Regions from separate parts of the Hordeum vulgare genome. Here region 1 is linked to region 2. A link is a contact called in public Hi-C data. All regions are on one chromosome and are shown on one strand. The core of a region is the stretch at or near the end of the contact, and the rest is flanking DNA. Distances in the headings are between cores, read along the strand shown.

The links. A called contact is a pair of places that touch in the nucleus more often than the background predicts.
Region 1: a Hi-C map of seedling shows a contact between it and region 2, with 2.9 times the contacts expected there. The contact joins the promoter of LOC123419150 here to the promoter of LOC123418547 in region 2. A contact is called at or near these places in 3 of 6 Hi-C or Micro-C datasets (leaf and seedling).

Annotation. Positions count from the first base shown.
Region 1 is chr1H:52,030,077-52,037,295 of MorexV3_pseudomolecules_assembly, forward strand. LOC123419150 (nitrogen regulatory protein P-II homolog) reads right to left here and starts at 1,379. Exons shown (of 7, transcript XM_045107140.1): 1 at 1,092-1,379; 2 at 965-1,010; 3 at 844-871; 4 at 668-755. The coding sequence starts at 1,287. LOC123419311 (ultraviolet-B receptor UVR8) reads right to left here. Exons shown (of 15, transcript XM_045107154.1): 14 at 6,228-6,307; 15 at 5,581-6,050. The coding sequence ends at 5,925.
Region 2 is chr1H:51,205,488-51,212,020 of MorexV3_pseudomolecules_assembly, forward strand. It overlaps LOC123418547 (triose phosphate/phosphate translocator, chloroplastic-like), which reads right to left and starts at 5,052. Exons shown (of 13, transcript XR_006617938.1): 1 at 4,655-5,052; 2 at 2,739-2,807; 3 at 2,565-2,630; 4 at 2,410-2,488; 5 at 1,718-1,838; 6 at 1,493-1,588; 7 at 979-1,091; 8 at 807-884.

The DNA.
Region 1 (7,219 bases), core at 129-2,628, 820 kb after region 2:
AGGCAAGACAAATTACAGCATTTTTTTCAAATGGTTCGTTAATTTGTTAATGAAAACCAGTATAAAGACAACTAGCGACCCATTCCTTTCACAACTCAATGCAACGTTGCTTTGAAGTCGAAGCTGCGGTGGCAGGGCCCCGGTGTTATATGATGACAAACAGCAGGTGGTTCGTTCGATGATCTTTTGCGGCGCCAGCCGTGCCTACTTCTCCTTCATGGTTCTCCTTAGAGTCGGAGCTGTGCTGTTTGGTCGCCGGTGGCAGGGTCTGGCGCGGGCCTTCACGCATCTCCACACGGCCTCTTCAGTATGGGTTGAGTTGACGATCGCCTACGACGAAGTCAGGGTCGTTTGCTCAGGGTTTAGGGATGACGATGAGGCCTCTAGGGGAGGAGTGATGGCGATGACGCCTGCGTGCTGTCTCGGCAAGACCCTCTATGGAGTGGTGTGCGTGTGGTTTCTTATGTGTGCCGCCGAGCGATTCTGATGGTTTTCACCCGGTTCTCCAAAATGAACTGGGCAACCTGGTTTTCGCTCGGTTTTTCTCAATTAACTGAGCAACTCTTTTCTTCTTAATGAATGCAGCCATTTCCAAAAAGAAAAAAACTCAATGCAATGTTGGCTCTAGGGAACACATTAACTGCAACCACAGCCGAGCCAATAATACCTTCATACCGCTCCGTCGACCCGCCCTGCGCGCCATAACCCCGCACATCGGACACCGTCACGCCTCTGATCCCCATTTCGAGCAAGCCCTGCAGAATTTCCGTGCAGCTATTTGAACGAACACCTCGTGTGCGTGCAAGAACTGGACGACCATTTGGAACCGCAACCCGCACTCACCGACGAGACATGCGGCACCCTCCACGGCCTGCACCAATCCGGCACGATTCACCGTGGGTCAGTCAAATCTACAAACAAACCAGGAAGGCCCCGAAGCTCGCTGGTGTACTGACGCACTGACCTCAGGATGGCCTCGATCTTGTAGAACTCCGAGTCCGGCAGGTACCCTGAAAAGGTGATGGGTGAGAAAAAGATTGAGCTCGATGCAGGAACATCGCGTCTCGGCGAGGGGGGGAGGGGCTCCTGACCTGGGGAGGGAGCGCTCTGGGCGCGCGCGGGCGTGGCCGGGCGGCGATGACGACGGGCCGCGTTGACCTGGAGGATGGACCAACGCGGGGGAAGGAGGCGGGAGGTGGGGAAGGGTCGCCGGATATATGCGGTGTGGGGGAGTAGGCCGCCGGATATGGCACCCACCGCGGCGGCCGGAGAAGTCGCCGGCGACATGATGGACGCAGTTGTTGGCGATTCAGTGTCGTCTGGTGTCTCCTCAGTCGGTCACAAGGTCAGACAAGACAATCCACAGTTATCAGACTGAAGATAAAACGACACTGTACTAGCACGTGTTTAATAACGATTTTACAATCTCGGCCGTTGAGGAATACGAAGGGTCGACCTCTGTCAATGACCGAGGAAATACGAAGTGGGATTTTGGTAAAATCGAACGCAAGATTATTCTTTAGGCCCTGCTTGGGATGTTTTTTTGCCAAATACATTTATAAAAATAATACACACATTCATTTATCGGTTTAGATTTCAGTTGATTTTATACTTATGACAGGTATAATAACTCTATAAAATATTACACTTGTAAAAATAAAACGGCATTTTAGACAGGGCTTTAATATGGCAGGTCAAACTTTTTTATAATACGGAGTATAAATTATATTGTTGTGGGATGACAATTTTTTACCAAATCTCTTCCTTATAATAAATCAAATACGATTTCTGTTCGTCCGTTTTGGAAATTACCCTAAAGTTTGCATAAATTACCCACCATATCACCGGTAAGTAATACAAACGTTCCACAAAGAAAAAAATTGGACTGGGCCGGCCCATGTAAAAATCTCCTATATTACGCTCTGCATGCTGGGAGAATATCCAGCACACCGTATGGGCCAGCCCATACACAGGCGCCTGCTTTTAGTTCCGTTTATTTATTTATTTTCAGTTCCGTTTTTTTTTAAAATAATTTAGAACTTCAAATAATCTTTGAAATTTTAATAAACTGAAAATTATAAATCAACATATTTAAAAAATTAAAATGTTTGTGACTTCAAATACTGCTCGGAGTTTTGTAAAAAATGCTTGCATGTACAATAAAATGTTTGCAATTTTAAAAAAATGTTTGTACAATAAGAATAGTCCATGATCTCAAATACAATTTCATGTATTAAAAATTATTAAAGGCATTTAACAAAATGCTTTCAAATGCAAAATATGCTAATGCATTTAAAAAATGTCCTAAAATTTTAAAAATAGCTAATGCCTGTTTTGATAGTTTATTTTTTTTATTTAAAATTTTCCATTCCACTTTTTTTATAATTTAAATAATTTAGAATTACAAAAACTTTTACGTATTAAAAAATAGGAATTTTGAATTAAAATGCTGACAAATTTTTATTTTGAAATAAAAATAGGACTCATAAAAAGCGCTGGATTTTTTTTTTTTGCAAATTCCAAAACAATGTCCATGAATTTAATAAATATATTACTGATTTATAAAAATGTTTGCTTATTCAGAAAAACTTCATGCTTTTCAAAAAATGTTTGTGAATTTAAAATAAAATCCTCCAACATCAAAAATTATGTTCGGCTTTTCTTGAATTGGTCGTCAATTCAAAAGAAAATATTTAAACCCGTTCGAAATATAAAAAATATTCACAGTTTTTAGTAAATGTTTGTAAATTGTAAAAAATGTTTTCGATTTTAAAATTGTTCTCATATTTGTAAAATTGTTCATGAAAGATCTAATATATGTAGTTAAACATTAATGCTTCTAAGTCTTTGTGACAATATACCTGTGTGAATTTTGAAGAATTAACTGTTGGATGGATCAGATTATTATTGTATGTTTTCTAAAAGAAATTATTGAAATTCAGAATAAATCTATGAGTTACCAAGATTTTTGATAACCATGATATATATTTTTTGAAAATGTAAAGATTGCTTCAACTTGTGAATAAATTTAAAAGAAGAAACATTTTTTTCATTTGTGCACAAAATTTTTAAATCAAGCGATGATATGTGAACATAATGTGGTCATCATCATTGGAGATTATGTTTTTTTCTTCCGTAACAACGCACGGGCCATTTTGCCAGTAAATAATTAAATATCTACTTAAATGATAACGTTCATACATACTACCTCTGTATCATAATATATGACGTAAATAAACTGCTAAAATGTCATATATTATGATAGGAAGGGAGTATAACATAAGATGATATGGTTCACATGTCTATATAATCATCTATTTTGCCACATCAAAATATGGCATTAATGTTTTTTTTTGGTTTTTTAGACATAAAAATAATTTCTCATTTAAATAAAAATCTAATTGAAAATCCGTTTTTAACATTAAATTTGTCTTGGTGAGATCTTCAAACTAGATCTCTTATTGATATATTTTGGCGACTTTTTTTGGTCAAAAGTTGACATGATGTTTATACTAAAGTTGTCATAGTGTTTACAATAAATTTGCCACAATATGTTTCATCTAGTTTTCTTCTAGGTTTAGAGTTATCACTGTATTTCAACTGTTTTTCACAATAATTTTTATTAATTAACCACGACAATTTTTAATAATTAACCACGACAAATTTAATTCGTGGATCACAGTAATTTTTAGTACTTCATCATGGTAAATTCAGTTTATAGATCATGGCAATTTTAGTATTTTGATCATGGCAATTCTAGTATTTTGAACATGGAAAATATTTTTTGTATGAAACACGACAAATTTTCGTGCATGTATCATGGAAAAATTAAGTAATTCACCATGGCAATTTTAGTTTATGGTTCATGATAAATTTGAGTCACTGATCATGCATTTCTAAGTAATTGACGGCATTTTTTTTTACTTATGAACCATGTCAACATTATTTCATGGATCATGAAATTTTTTAGTAATTATCATGAAAAGTTTAGTTTCTTAATTCTTTTTTATAACATGTCAAAATTTACTTTAAACATGGAAGAAAAAATAGTTGAAATATAACATGATAACCTGAGTGTATTCATGATGATAATGTATGTGCAATAAACATGACAACTTTTAACCCACAAAAAGTCATCGAAACATATCGATATGAGATCTAGTTTCGAACGGATTTAATGATGAAAACGGTTTCCAATCAAATTTTATATTTAAGAGGTGATCCCCAGCGTCCCCCCCCCCCTCCCCTAGCCCTCGCCACGCCCTTCTTCGTCGCCGCCTCACCCTGATTCGGGCCATCGGTGTCGTGCTCCTCCTTACCCGTGGATGCCCACGCCTCGAGAATGGAGGTCGAGTCGGCCGCAATTCGGACCTACGGCTGCAAATTCCATCGTGTGGAGGCTTCTTCCGACATGCGGCGATGGATCCCAGTGAGTTTCGGATAGATTTCGGCCAGTTCCACGATGGCGCGTCCGCTCTGATGAGGTTTGACCGGTTTACAGGTTGAACTGTATATTGCCTTTGAAACTGTACATATGAGGTTCTCACGGTTGAATTTTCAGTGCCCTTTAAAAAAGTTTAAAGGATCGAACGAGTTTTACAGGATCTGCTAGTAGTGACGGATCTAGGTCAACATGGCAGGGTGGTCCAACAGTGTAGTTCTTCATAGAAATATATTATTTTAATTTTTTTATGTGATATATATAGCCTATGTGGAAATCTCTGTCCACCCCCTAGATTTGCCACTGACTGCTAGGTGTCATTTTTTGACCGAAACTGTAAAGGGTTTGTGCTTTTATGGGGTCTGTTAGAGATGATCTTATGCATAGACAATCCTATCACATTGAAAGAGGCTCAAAGGTGGTTTAGGACATAAGGGGTGCGCATAGTAAACGCTTGTACCTGAACTGAATCCCAGAAAAAAAAAACCTTAGCACCAGCCTATTGCAAATACTCTTTAACAGCTCATTCGGTTCGGAGGGTTTTCATGGGAAAACTACATGAGTAGGATTCCAAAGGAAAGTCCCCTGTTAGATGCATTGGATTTGTAGGCAACGAGCACAATTTCATAGGAAGATGGTTCATTTCCTGTGTTTTTTTGGAGGAAACCACAATCCAATCAAAGCTCATTTTCCGCAGAAAGGAAGCAAATCAAGCCATCAGTTTGAGAGAACTGTCACCTTATTCCATTCATGTATTGTTCCTAATTCCGACGTTTTGGTTTCCTCCAAGACTTCTTATTAGTCCCTTGTGACGTTGCACACGCTCTTAGTGCAATTATTTTGCTTACCGTCTGTTTTATGTTCTGGTCTTGGTCACTTTGGTGGCCTATATGAGTTTTAGCATCTTCTCAACGTTCTTCTACCAAGACAAAAGGACGCGTATTCAGGTGTGCGTTTGTAAAAACCAAAATTGGTGTTATGTTCATCGCTGTGGAAAGATAAACTTTAGGCGTAGTGGACATATATGATCTTCAGCTCCGATGCCATGGATGTACCCCAGCCCTTCAATTTCCACACGTAATAACCACGACATCCACCGAAAACAATTGTCAAACGCAATATCACAACACCAGTAAAAATAACAATGGAAGATCCATGTACATTGCAGGTTTGTAACTGTACAAGACATGATTTATTTTATTAGTTCAAATCATGTTTACATTTTGAACTGGCCATGCGCATCACACAGCCTGGGCAATGTCAAACACCGCTTCTTTACAGGCCATCAAATATCATAGATACAAGCTCACAATGAAGATGTATGAAAGAAGACTATACAGCTAGACTAACCTGTAATTCTGTTTTACGAGTTCATCCAGATGCACTCGTTCGAGGTCAGCTTATTCTTTTTCCTTGTGCAGGTATGACTGAGTAGTACCAAACATGCCTGGTTGCACTTACAGTGCTGCAGATGACACAGCAGTCAGTTTTCCGCGTACTCGAGTATCGCACCGGTGTGATTGAAGCCACATGATACATGCACAGCTCTTGCATTCTTGTGAAGTTCTACCATCATCGGCTCGCAATAGTCGACGTCGTTTCCATGCCCCTGCAAAGGAGGCACTGGTCAGCACAATCAGGTGAAACGAGCAGTTTTACCATGATGAAATGGAAAATTATTGTTACAATACGACATGATTTTATGGAAATTGCACAAGCAGGTACAAATTGCAGAATATCAGCATCAGGTACTAATAAACTGTTGTAGTGGCAGCAAGTAACTCACTAATTGCCCACCAGAAGAATGGCCCTCTTCGAAGAATGTACCGTTGGCACCGCCCCAGCCCCACGTGTAGATATCTTCACCTGGACGTTTTGAAATGTTCTGAGTATCACAAGCAATGTGGCAACAAAAGACAACCCATAAAATCTTATTTGAAGATAGCACAGCAACTTTTCTCAGGTATGTAGTAAGAATGGAAGCACACGTCTATTTCTTTAGACTGGCTGCAACTGGTTTTTAGAGCTATCTTAAGGCTTCGGGACCAAGAGATCATGAGATGAAACTCTGGAAATTCCACAATACACTTGTATTAAAATGTAGTTACTAGGACTCGAACCAGGTTAGACTGGCCACCTGTTGGCTAGAAAACAAGATTCATCAGTTAGTTTTTTTGCTCACCTTTAGGTATCAGCTTAATATACTACCAAAAAGCCAAGAAAAGAAGTGCAATCAATTCTTAAAAGCTGTGTACAGCTCGTTCATACTAAATATACCTTTAGTATGTTTATCTAGTCGAAACAAATTTAAACAAAGCTATATCAAGAATTCAAGATTGGTTGGGGAAGTGGATGTACAACCCCACCACCTGGGTTCAAGTCCTCACGGATGTGAATTTGGGTTCTTATTATAAAATAAATCAAATCGACGTAGGGCCTTCCCTACTGCTTTCATTTCCAAAAAGATACATATGTTGTTCATTCAAATGGATATATAAAATGGGCTGGAAAGTCAGCCAGATGTCATCAAACAATAATACTAGCACCCTTGCTTCAGCCCTTTACAATTGTGAGTTTGTGTCTCTCTGAGTTGTGTGTACAGCTAGTTAAGTCAAACCATGTGCGTGTACCCTGCATTTTATATCATTGTGACGTGATATCCTCAACTCAGTACCCAGTGCAGGTATAGTCTAGTAGAACTATCATGTTATTTTGTTGTTGCTACATACTTGAGAGATACAATTGTCTACCAACAGAATACCATGAAAATAAGTCGTG
Region 2 (6,533 bases), core at 3,802-6,301:
GGGACCTAGGCTGATGCTTCGTATGCTTAGGGTGCTGGCTGAACTAATTAGGAACGATATGTGACTAGCTAGGGGTCCTATTCCTTTTTCCATAGACCAGGCATACCCTTACATATACGATTATACGAGTAATACTATTCAGCTGACAATCACTGGGAGGGGGTGGCAAATGGAATGTTCCTATGGCAATTTATATTGTCGCGAGGATGGCAAATTTAGTTTGCAAGCACGGCAAATCCTGGCAAAAAACTGAACCGAGGCGGATTTGCCATCCTTGCCAACTAAACTTGCCATCCTCGGCCAACATAAATTGCCATGCAAATCGTTCGGAATTGCCATGCTTCCCAGCTGACATTCGCTGATTAAGCCGGTCCTACAGATAAAGGGGTATATGGCCGACTAAAAAGACAGAATCAACCGACACCTTTTGCAACTCTATATTACTTTTTTTCTCCTGCGTTTTTCCTTTCCGGCACCTAGGTCATAGCTTCTGCTCAGCCCTAGCAGCCCTGGAGTTCGGCTCATCCTTTCCGCTTTTCACTGAAAACGGTCGGTTTACCTCCACCAAAATGAGGAATCTGTGGTGCTGCGCGGATCAATTTCCCGTGGCAACAATTGATAAGTTTTTCTTTCCCAATTACCCTTACTGCTCTTTATCCCAATTGAATCCAGTTTGGATGTGCTCGGCTCATGATAGGATCTCAGTCTAATCATAAAATATTTGGATTTCTTTACAGAAAACAGGAGTAAAGAAAATCAATTGAAGAAATATATTATCTAAAGTTTAATGATAACCATAGACTTACAATAAGTGCTGGAGGAATGCAGACGATGAGAGCAATTATGGAGATATAGGCATACAGATTGGTGCTATCCATGTCAGTCTGGGACAAATAGAAATAACAAGAAAAATTGTTAAATATGAATTCTTCAAGAGGAAGGAAAACTGGGTGCAAAACCTTAAAGCAAGACACAAACCATAGCTTTCTTCGAATAAATGCTACGGTAGGTGAATGAGATATTAGAAATCATGGCATTGATGAAACCAGTCCAGTTGAATGAGAGTTCGGTGAGAGATGCGATTGATACACCTGTTCAGTTTAAAATAGTTAATCCTGGTCCACATCTCATGATCAGAATTGCTATTTTCGAGGTGTGATCCTGACATGATTCTACAATCATCATGTCAACAAAGGAACTATCATGCCTAGTGCCTACGGTTCTCATCTTAAGAATCTTGCTAGTCACACTTTATGACCTAACCAACCCCGTACTCATCACAAATTAAAACGAAAAGGACAATCTACAACACTTGCATTCTATAACATCTATTTTCCTCTTGTCCCAAATCAAACAGCATGAAACATGGGGAGCTAAACTTCATGTGAATATTGAACAATATTAACAATGATGATGAAAATATTGTGCAGAAAATGTCCTAAGTGATATATGGATAGTATGACAAGCAAAAAATGTAATAACCAGAAATTACCTATCACAACTGGAGCCAGGGATAACCACAATGTGAAGGGAACTTGCTGCCCAAGAATAAACTGTGAAGCAGCCGCGTTGAAGAACGGCTCGAGAGCTGGATTGTATTTGTTTGTTATTAAGATATTAAAAATATTTGCCTTAAAAGATTTAAAACATGTATAAAAAGAAAAAGAAAAAGTCAGCACAACAGACAGAGAACAAAACTAGAATATGGTTGCAGCACCTTTAATGGTGTGGGCAAATGAGACCGATACGGCAGCAAAAGACACAGTGCTCGTTACATGACCGATGGCATGACAAATTGCAACTGGCAGCAGCAGCTTCAAAAGCGTCGAATTCATCGGCTACAAGAGTACAACAGTGTTGGGTTTACTACTTTCTTCCAGAAATAACATCATTAAAAATAAAAAGAACAAGGACAAGAAACACTTGATGATTCACAGAAATATACAAAATATTCTCAACAAAGAACTAAATTTACATTTTGTGCATAATTTAGTGTGATTCTTAGAAGCCCATTTCATCATTTGTAAATTCCTGAAAATTCAGAAATGCACTCTATAGCACTGTAGTGTAAGATATCAAGGAGAATGGGTCATAAGTTGATTGCAAACAGGTAAAGACACAGAAGAAAAATGTTGCAGATCAAGTGATTTCTGTAAATGTTTGACTTGATCCGGCTATTTCAATTGTGTATATATCCATCGAGAACCAACATCATTTGCTAAGGATTATGGTACCAATAAATTATTATAAGTAATTGTGTCTAAGTACTTCAGAAAATAAACATATAAATGCCTAAAGACATCAATGACCCGATGCTTCATGTTTTCAAAATTATAATTTTGTGAAACGCTGATCACTACTTGTGACTAAATATAATGAACCATGAGTCAGGGTTGTGATGAGAAATACCGCACGCTTCAGGAGACCGGTGCCCCAGCTGATAAGGCAGTACAAGACTCCAACCGAAAGATGGGTCACCGACACAAAGCTATGCAAGTTGGTAAAAGTTCAGATGATGAACAGAACTGATCTCAGCATAAAAAATAATTCGGACGGACACATACTATGGATAGGGGAAGTAATCAAAGATCTTCTTGTTGAGGATGTTAAATATCACATTCAAAAAATACCTACATATTATATCAAAATAGCATCATTAGAAACACTCTCTGTCATCTACATAACTGTGGTTTACATTTATACGATATATGACCTGCAGGTGAAGTGAGTGAGCATACCACATGAAGAAGAAGAAACCAGTGACAAGAGCCGGGTACCTCTCCAAAAAACCGATGGGCTTTGCTTGCCTGTAAGTGACAACGATAAGTTGTGTTAGGGTGATACAACAAGTCGTGCTGGGGATAACAAGACTAATCTCAGAGCTCTCATGAAGATTCGTGTTGAATTCTACACTTTGAGATTTTTATTTTTTGAGAAAACAACAAGTACAACACAGACGCACACTTTGAGATTTGTTGGCAAAACATGCCAGAAATACTTAATCAGAAAATAAGACTCTCTCTCACTATTGAAACTAGCAAGACTGCGAGAGTATAGGCACAAACACACAACTGACATGCACAACCACACGCGAACACACATGCGCATGTCTTACAGAAGGTAGGAAACTATTGAAGACTCTACCATTCTCACTAATTACCATGGGCATGTATTATCCTGCTTAGCGTGCATGGCTGCATGCACTTTGAACAAAGCGGAATCCAAGTGGATAGAAATGAATAACCTCAGCTCTTAGGGCCACATACCAGCAGTAATGCATAATTTCTCTTATGTTAAGAGCATGTCCACGAATACTGTACATACTTAGACCAACTAAAGCATGCGTGTGAAATAACGTCCTAAAAAATCATGAATTTTGGTAGGACAACGTATTTTCACTCAGTAAGTCGATAACATAATAGATGTAGCATAGCAGCATTGGCATCCAAATAGAATGCTATCAGAGGAAATTATGAGCATTGGTTAGCTAATTAGTGTTATTACAGTATTCAGAACAAAGCATGATTTAAGTGTAGGAGTCCAACTTCAGCTTATATGCCTTAATTAGATAGATGGAGGATTGGGCACAAATTTGGTGTTTCCCTAGCAAATAAGAGCAACTCTAGCAGACCCCGCAAAAGACGCGAACCCGCAAAATTCCGGCGAGTATGCGGGTTCGGCCCATTTTTCCGGCCAGAACAGAGCCCGCATACTCGCCCGGCCCGTACAAAAATTTGCCGCGGCGCGTTTGCGGGTCGAAACCCTATCCCCCGCCGCCGCCGAGCCACGCAATTCCCCACCCCCCTTCTCCACATTTCTCGCCGCCGGCGACCACCTTCCGCCTCCAGCCGCCATGTGAAGAGGCAGTGGTCGGAGGAGCCGGAGGACGTCGAGTTCGCCCCCATCAAGGAGGAGCCCGAGGAGCTCGACCGCCGCGGAGTCGTCGGGCCGGAGGACTTCGTCGCCGACGTGGACGCGATTGCGGCCGCCATTGCCGAGCAAAGCGTGCACGAGGAGGCGGAGCGCCGGCGCCACGACGAGGAGATCGAAGACCTCCAGTGGCGGCAAGCGGTCGCGGCCAACCTCGCCACCAAGGCGAAGGACGACGAGTGGTGGCGCATCCGCGAGGAGCAGAGGGCGAAGTACATCGATCTCTGCAGCTCCGGCGAGGAGGATTGAGCTCCTCGGAGGCGTCGTCCATGGCCGCGAGCTCGCCACCATGAGATCCCCACCCCCCTAGTACTAGTACTAATGTAGTATGTAGTATGAACTAGTGTTTGCAATGCTTGATCATATAAAATATATGTAGTATGTAGTATGAACTTCCCGTGAAACTATATTTTCAAATTACGCAGTTTCATCTACGGTTTCTGTTCGGCCGCGCTAATTTTCGACCCGCAAACGAGATCTTCATGAAACTGCAAACGCGTTTTGCGGGTCAAGATTTTGCGGGGCCTGCTGGAGTTGCTCTAAGCGTCTGGGCTGTGCGCCCAAGTCAGCTGGCAGGTCGTCCTAACAAGTAGTACTAGATCGAGCTCTTCAGTCTGAGAAAAATAACACAAGTCCAATAACAAAACCACGCACAGCTACTGGATAAAATGTGGAGTTTACGCTGTAATGGAGTAGGGGCTGCGGGAAGGCAAGATACACTAACCCCTGGGAGTCAGATGAGGGACCGGAAGCCGACGTCCGGGGGAGCCTCCTACTCCCCGGAGAAGGCAGGGATACGGTACCGAAGGAGGAAGCGGGGAACAACGCCGGTCGGAGCTTCCCACCGCAGACCAGGTGAGCGCCGTCCGAGACGGGGTTGCCTCTGGCATGGAGCGATGGGGCTCCGCGGCGGCGGAACCGCTGGTGGCCGGCGACGGCGGCGCCGCCGCCGCAGAGGATGGTGGCGACCGCCGCCATTTGTGTCTGTCTACCGCGAAGGCGTCAGTGTGAGGATGTTGTGTGGTGGAGGTGCGCGCGCGGGGAGATAGAGCCCGTCAGACGAAAGAGCGGCAACAGTCGAACAGGCGTCGGGAGGGGAGACGGCAGGAGCTCAGAGCACGCTCACGAACTGTGGATCTCTAAGTCATAGTGGCCTACTCTGTTTGTTTGAAGGATTTTCTTGCAAGAAATCCAATCCATTATTTCTCCGTTAACACTAGTGTAGAAAACGTTATTGATGACATGTCGTCTTCGCACCATTAATAATCACCAATAAACATTAAGAACATTTCCAACAGTGACCGTAAATAACACGCGCGTGAAAAACATTGGTTTTAACACGTATGAAGCGGCTTCGCGCGCTCCAATGGACGCGGGAGATTCCGAAAAAAGATCGCACGTAAGTCCGACGCGTGTTAGCTTTGGCGCATGGCATTCGGCGCGCTTTATAAATTCAACGCCCTCCACGCATCCTCTCACTGCTCTGTGCCTCACCACGCGCCCTCCCACCACTCTCTCCGTCGCTCTTTCTCGTCTCTGCTCGCCTCGCCGCCGCCGCCGCCGCGCCGCCAGGGAAGTTCTCGCTTCCACGGTGTCCGCGAACGCCCCTCTGACACCTTCTATGCCTAGATCCGCTCCAGCGACATGCACCTCGGCCTCGACACGTTTGACACCGCCGACGAGGCCGCCAGCACGTACGATGCAGTGGCGTGGCGCCTCAACCGGCCTCGTAGGGACATAAATTTCTCCGAGGTGATCATGCGGGAGTGGGCATAGTGGCTCGCGCCTCCCCATGGGTTGTCACCGAAGAGCACCGTCGTCAGAACCAGAGGCGGGAGCGCCGCCTCGGCATCGCCGAGATGGACGAATATACCATGGCGGCGTGGTGCCAACAGTTTCTGCAGGACGTCCTCGACGAGCGCGCATTCTCCGCGCAAAGGAGGGCGGAGAGGAGGACGGAGCGAGCCGCCTATCGTGAGGACAGGCATACGCGGAAACAAGCCGCACTCTTCAACATGGAGCTCAAGGGAGCGTCGACTTGGGACTCCGACGATGAACGGTGGGCTGACGCTTTCATCACGATGGAGGAGTCGTACACCAGCAAGTCGGAGGAAGACGACGAGAAGTAGTTTTATCATTTTTTATTATGTATATTTTTATCGATGATGAACTATCGACAAGGAGCAGATTCTATCTATGAACTATTTATACTTATTGTTTTTCATCCATGCCTATCATCTTGTTTTTGTGTAGAATATGCATCGCGCGCTCTAAATTTTAGCCCTTTTGCTGGAGCGGCGTGCGCATTTTTTTTTTCAATGGCCGTTGGAACCAACGCTCTGTGACGTGTAAAATATGTTATTCCCACCTTGTAAACATGTTTTAATGCGTCGCGCGGTTGCGCGCCTGTTAAAGATGCTCTAATACCTCCCCACCTAATTGTGCGGAAAGTTTCGCCACCTGCACAGCCGTTGGATCGTCCTTGATCCACGAATCTTCAAGCACGCTCATACACATTCGTTATTTTTCTTGCCTACCACGTGCCCTTTTACCTTACCTTGTAACAGCAATGATGTTGTAAACCTCGTTGGCGAACAACAATG